2 separate regions of the Athene noctua genome follow, and region 2 is linked to region 1. A link is a contact called in public Hi-C data. All regions are on one chromosome and are shown on one strand. The core of a region is the stretch at or near the end of the contact, and the rest is flanking DNA. Distances in the headings are between cores, read along the strand shown.

The links. Hi-C and Micro-C count contacts between places; a contact is called where the count stands out from the background.
Region 2: a contact with region 1 is called in a Hi-C map of heart, with 6 times the contacts expected there. The contact joins the promoter of KLHL12 here to the promoter of LGR6 in region 1. A contact is called at or near these places in 2 of 2 Hi-C or Micro-C datasets (heart and liver).

Annotation. Positions count from the first base shown.
Region 1 is chr23:1,990,113-1,993,544 of bAthNoc1.hap1.1, forward strand. LGR6 (leucine rich repeat containing G protein-coupled receptor 6) reads left to right here and starts at 1,749. Exons shown (of 18, transcript XM_074925442.1): 1 at 1,749-2,113. The coding sequence starts at 1,749.
Region 2 is chr23:2,162,772-2,165,966 of bAthNoc1.hap1.1, forward strand. It overlaps KLHL12 (kelch like family member 12), which reads left to right and starts at 1,624. Exons shown (of 12, transcript XM_074925715.1): 1 at 1,624-1,707; 2 at 1,955-2,152. The coding sequence starts at 1,624.

The sequences.
Region 1 (3,432 bases), core at 499-2,998:
TCAGCCTGAGTCTGTGCATCAGCCCCAAGCCCTGAGCTTGATCTTGAGCAGGTTTTTTTTTTCAGAGGAGATACCCACTCTGACTCAAAGGCCTCAAGGCACCCCAGCCCCAGGTTAGCTGGAGCTTTTTGAGTCTCCCACTTTGCAGGCTCACCTTCCTGACCCCAGATAACTCCCCTGCCTTTTTTGTGCTGAAAGAACGGGGGTATCAATTAGGAAACTCTTTTGCCAGAAGGGCATTCAGGAGAAGCAGGGCCATTAAAATTATCTCCCAGTCTCTGCTTCAGCCATGCAACATCTTACCATGGCATGACCACAGCCAGAGGGGTAACTTTGTGGGTGCACTTTGCAGCCACCCAAAACTGGGCCCTTCTTTCTCTGCACCATTCACTCCCTCCAGCAGTGGCTGGAGGGGAGGCGGAGGGAGGGACACACACACCTAAAGCCCAGTGGTCAGTTGTCTTCAGAGTGAGAGACCCGTGTTCAGCTGCTGTCCCCATTACAAACAAGATGCCTGGCCCTAGAGAGAGACGCAGCATGGTTCAAGCTGTGGGGCCAGACTCAGGCCCTGTCACTGAACCCACTGCCATAGGAGGACATCAGTCACCCCAGCCAGGGACATCATGGTGACCCTGAGCAGCCAGTGGCTGTCATCAGGAGGGAGGAGCAGAGAGGCCACACAGAGCTGGCCTTTGCAGGCTCTGCCATTGCTGATCCAGCAGCCTTTTCTCAGCAGGTGCTTCTGCTGCCCCAGAACTCGGTAGCTCCTCGACACCCAAGCAGCAAGAAATCCTGTTCTGATGCACATCCCACATGTTTCAGGACACCTCAAGGCCCTGGGCTGGACTGCACAGCTGTACCCCCCTTCTAAGCCAGACCTGCTCCCTTCAGCATGATGGGGCTCCAAATGCATGGCTTCACGACCCCACTCAGGGGACTATTCCTCTGCTATGACCTCTGACCACTTTACCCAAGGTTAGAAAGAGCTCTTGGAGCAAACCTGCTTCTGGCATCAATGCTGTGCAGCTCCTGCAAACACAGCTCACACATGCCCCTAACCTTGATCTGGGCAAAACTGTAGCAAGCAGCACAGCTGCAAGAGCACCCTGTCCCTCTGTCCTGGAGAGCATTCTGTCGAGGTCAGTGCCACGACATTGCTGCTCCATCCCCCTGCATCTCCCACCCAGCCCCTGCCCAACGCGTGGGGACAGAACGGGGCTGCTTGCGCGGGCGGTCAGACCGCGGGACAGACAGACCTACAGCCCTGGGCACAGCTGCTCCCAGCAAACAGCTCCTTGTGAGCTCCTCACTCCCCTGTCCACAGCTGCACCCTGACTTTCCAGTTGCAGCTGGGTTTAGCAGCCAGCGCAGACACACGGAGTCCTTTATCTGGGGTTATATTTCAGCGTCCCAAAGTCTGGAGCGCTTGAAGTGCTGGTTGGGTACTCCTGCCTCCCTATTTATGCTCCTCTGCCCTGCTATCTTTGCCTTCCCCTGCCTTGCTATCTCACAAAAACATTGTTACAAAACAAGCACAGGTCCCGGAGCTATGAACAGGTCTTTATTTGTTGAGGTTTCTTTTCTTTTTTTTTTTTTTTTTTTTTTTCTCCCCCTTTCTTCCCTTTGAATGAAATTCCTGCCAGCTCTAAGAGAGAGAGAGGGAAAGAGTAGAAAGTTTAACTCCTCCCATTGGAGTGTCTCACGCCCCTGCCCAGCCCTTGAAACCCAATAACCAAGATCATTCAACAATGCCTTCCCTTCTCTGGCTGCATCCTTACCACACTCCGACCTGCAGGAGATACCCTGCCCGCTGCGTGCGAGGCAGCGGGATCGCTCCCCTCCATCCAGCTGAGCCCCGGGGTCAGAGCCAGCCGGCGGCTCCTCGCACAGTCCTCAGGGCTGCAGCCAAAGCCAGGATGGACAAGCTCTTCTTCTGGGGCATTCTTCTGGCCTCCTCTGCCCGCTTCCAGGCGGTGCCTGCAGAGCAAGGTGCTGTGCCCTCGTGCCCACCCCAGTGCCACTGCGAAGAGGATGGCATCATGCTCTCGGTGGATTGCTCCGAGCTGGGGCTTTCAGAGGTCCCTGCCAACCTGAGCCCTCTGACAGCTTACCTGTAAGTACAGCCCTTGCTGTTTCTTTTGCAACACTTTCTCTGGACCCCTTTATCAGCGGCAGCTTTCCTCCAGCTTGGAAGTTTGTGCCACATTTGCCTGAAATTAAATTTCCTCTGGAAATTAGAAACAAAACAACAACAAAAAAGGCAGCTATTACTCCCGGACCTGCCAAGCTGAGCCAGCTCCCCCTCCTCCCTGCGCCCCTCTGCAAATGCTGTTTATATTGCGATGTTATGCATGCTTTGCTTCTTGATTACAGTGGATCAGAGGAGCTGATTTGCTGGGTAGATTCTGATTGTCTGAGAACATAATGGAGTATTTATACTGAGCAATTAGTGCAAACTGCTCTGGGATCCTTCTGTCAAACATTTCAATAGCTGTGATTACTCATGGCTTTCGGAGGTTTAGGTTGAGCTGGCCACCAGCAGTGTCCAAGCTGCTTCTTTAAAAAGAATATTGAAGTCTTATAAGAGGTGTGGGGACTTTGGTAGGTTGTGGTGTTTGGTTTTTTAAAATTTAAAAATTCGTAATTATCTGAATGTTTCCCATCCTTTCTGGCATTAATACCCCAAAGGGTTAAACTACTGCAGGACTGGTGGGTTCATTTCTTGCCCCAGCGATGGTCTCAGTGGTGACTAGTGATGGCTGAGGATGTCCCCAGGGTGAGCAAGGGACTCTGGGGAAGGATCAGGTTTTGTCCAGGAGAGGAAACACCTCTCTCAGGGAGACAGGTTGGCCCTGGCATGTGCTGGGGAAGATGCTTGGTCTCTTTATTTGCAGAAAGTGATGAACCCACCAACTTCAGCTGCACGCCTGGTAAGGACTTTGGCTTTCCCAGCTAGGGATGCTGCTGAGGTGCCACCAAGGGAAGCTGTGTATGCCACGATCTTTGAGAAGAACTAGGAGCCCCCAGGCGGTGCTGGGGCCATTTGTTTTGCAGTCATTGTGCTGAGAGGGGTCTTGTGTCCAGGGGTGGCATACAGACTGTGTTGCTGGTTTTCTGGTGTTCCTGGAATGTCCTGAGATGAAGTCACTCAACTGTTAAAGCTAAGCACCCTAACTTCAGGAAGGGTTTTGCAAAGCCAGGTTGAAGCTGCCACAGCTGGATAAGAGCTTCTCTGCTTGTACTGCTTGCCCGAGGAGCAAATTGCTCTGTTTTGTGCCAACCGTTGGATGGCCAGAGATGTATTGGGTCAACTGAGAAAGAAGTATGACAGGAAAGGACGATTTTTACTGAAGGGCATGAAAAATGAGAGAAATGTGTCATGCAAGCTGCATTTCCCTAGGAGAGGGAACCACAGAGCACTTGTCACATGAG
Region 2 (3,195 bases), core at 374-2,873, 170 kb after region 1:
TATTCTAATAAATATAATATATTAAATATGAGAAATTATAAAAATATAATATTATGGAATATATAATGGAATATATATAACGTGGAGAGCAACTCAATATATCTGTCAACATTCAAAAATCAAGACTGCAAACCTATTTCATAAACATACAGTATAAAACTAATTTTTGTGTGGTATTTTTCATCCTTTGTGACATAAAGTTTAATTTCAATATGCAATTTTTACTGTGACTACCTTCGTTTTCCCCAGATGTAAAAGAACATCTTGAAAAAAATACAGAGTCATGGTTTTAAACGGGTCTTCAACACTGTCTAGAGATTTCATATATAACCTTGGAAAATCAAGACGAGGTGGATGCAGAGACTGATTTGATGTGTCTTGGGAAATGAGGAGCACATGGCATGAATGTAAGCGCTGTGCAGGCATATGCTGACTTTTTATCTCCATTAGTCCAGGCTGCATCTCTCATGGACTGACAGCCTGTTCTGACACTCTGCTCAAACATCCCTCTTGATTTTAAGCTCCAAGAGGACTGTATGCTGATATAGTCTGACATAGCGTCTCACTTACTGGTACCTGCCTCCAGCACGATAATTTCTGCTTGAACTGGATCTAGAGAAAGAGATGCTGCATACTGATTTAAAGATCCGACATGGCAGAACATCTGCCAGCTCTGAAGGTAGTGGTTAACTGCCCTTCTGGCTAAACACTGATTTCTCATCTCTAGCTGCTGGATTTTGCCAATCCCTTGCTTGCTAGATTAGTACAACTTAAGGTCTAACAAATCCTCCAATCTCTCGTTTCACACGCAGTCTCAAAGCAGACTGATCCTACCTCTCTTGAGGAGGAAGTTTATGATTAATGATCAGCCAGGATAGTATCTTAACCTCCGTGTACAGATTTCTTAACTCAGAATTTGTTCTACTTTTAACTGAGTATTTATGTCAGCTCACTAACAGCGACTCTATACCAACCACCTGACTATATGTATAGCTTTAAGTTTTAAAATTAATTTCCAGGCACTCGGCAGCATGGAAATGAGCTTGAGGGCAGGGGGAGAGCGGAGGCGGCAGCCACCATGAGCTCAGGGTTGTCAGCTGGAGGCGATCTGCCGGAGATGTTGAGTTGTGTGTGTGTGGGAAGAGCTCAAAAATAGCGCTCGTTTAAAAATCCTAGGATTTTAAAGAAGTCTTCTGGGGCCTCGCTCCTTGTTTGTCTCCAGCAGCCCTGGCAGGGCCAATTCCAGGGTGTTCACCCTCGAGGAGTGACAAAAATGGGAAGGCAGAGCACGACCCGTGTCCGGCAGTGTGTGAGGGATCTGCCCGTGCTCCCAGGTCCATCCCCTGGGTCAACTAGAAGGCACCGTTCCCTCGAACCTCCCCAGACCTCAGCAAGCCCGAGCCGCTCCTGCCGCTGCGGGCCCGGGCACCCGCCCCGCCGGGCTCAGCCTCCGCACCGCTTCCTCCCGCTTCTCTGCGGGAGCGCTCAGCCGGGCCCCGGGCCCGGTGAGGCGGCGGAGGCCGGCGCTGCCCGGGGGGGGCCCAGGCCGGGCCGGGCCGGGGCGGCGGCAGGAGCCCGTTGCCCGGCAACCGCGAGGCACCAGGGGCGGGGTCGCGCGGCGCAATGACGCCATCAGAGCGCGCCGCGCGGGGAGAGGGAAGGGCGGGGGGAGGCGAGGTGCGCGGGCCGGGACCTCTCCCCGCGGCGGTGAGTGCGGCCGGGCCGCTCCGGGCGGGCGGCGCTGCCGCGTTTCGGCGGGGGGGGAACGGCGCCGGGGCGGGGAGGGGTGGCGGGGCTGCGGGCGGCCTGTGGCGGCCGGCGCGGCGCAGGGCGGGGGCGACCCGGGCGGGGCAGGGAGACAGAGAGGGAGGGGCGGCGCGGCGCGGCGAGAGGGCGCCCCCTGGCGGCGCGGCGGGCGGGCCGTGACATGTGGCCGTGCTGGCTGTGCCCGCAGGTGCCGGGCGCCATGGCCCCCCCCAAGGACATCATGACCAACTCGCACGCCAAGTCCATCCTCAACGCCATGAACGCCCTGCGGAAGAGCAACACGCTCTGCGACGTCACCCTCCGCGTGGAGCACAAGGACTTCCCGGCCCACCGCATCGTCCTGGCCGCCTGCAGCGACTACTTCTGCGCCATGTTCACCAGCGAGGTCGGTGTGCCCCGAGAGCGCGGGCTGCCGCCGGCCCTGGGTGCTCCGCGGGTGGAGGAGGCAGGGCTGCCCAATGCTTGGGCTGCTCTCTGTCAAGCTGCTTAGCAGCTGGGCCTGGATCCCCTTGTGGCGATCCTGGAGCCTTTGGGATCCCCCCATGGTGGCCCAGGGTCTCTCTGGAGCTCCTCTTGGTGGCCCAGGATCCCCTCGTGGTGGTCCTGGAGCCCTCTGAATCCTCTCTGGTGGACCTGGATCCCATCGCGGTGATTCTTGGTCTCCTCATGGTGGCCCCAGAGCCCTTTATCGTGGCATGGTGGGAGTTAGAGGCTGCAGTTGGGACCGTGGTCCTGAATCATTGTCTGCTGCATGACCAACGTCTGCACCAGAGAGCTGCCAGGCTGAGCTAGCAAACTGAAAGGCTCTGATATATCTACTGATTTTTTAATTTTTTTTTTTCTAGTTGTGTCTTATGGTCTTCATGCTTCTGGGCATCTTTATTGCCAAGGGTGCCAGCCCTAGTGCAAGGCTGTTCAAGCTGTGGTGTGTGCCTTAGACCGGGTGGTGAATTAAGGCAGCCCTTTAAAACTGAAATGGAGGGTATTTCACTCATGTTCTGGTCTCTGTTTCGCACTGCCTGATTAGCTGGTACGTGTTGGGTTGTGCTGTTGCTCTCGTGAAGAAGATGTAGCCTCCAGCACTGGGGTTGGGGGTGAGACTATAAGCCCCTGGTTACTCTACTTGGCGAGTCTCGGCTGTGAGGACATTTGCTTTCACAGTACTTGCTGTATTCACTCGCAGTACCTGCATGCTGTTTTTCTGAATCACTGAGAGGTAATATTTGAGCTAAAGCTAGCACTCATTCGTGTTGTTAAATGTAAGATGCTTTGCCTGGCTTTGTCTTTTATAAGTTTGAATCAATCTTTGTGGCTTCTTCTAGAAGATGCCTTCCTTATCCTTGCAACTTCCCCATAAGCAGGGAGAAAAATTACTAAGTAGCTCAAAGGTCCTAAAGACCTCCCTGCTAGCCCAGTAGTCCTTGCAGG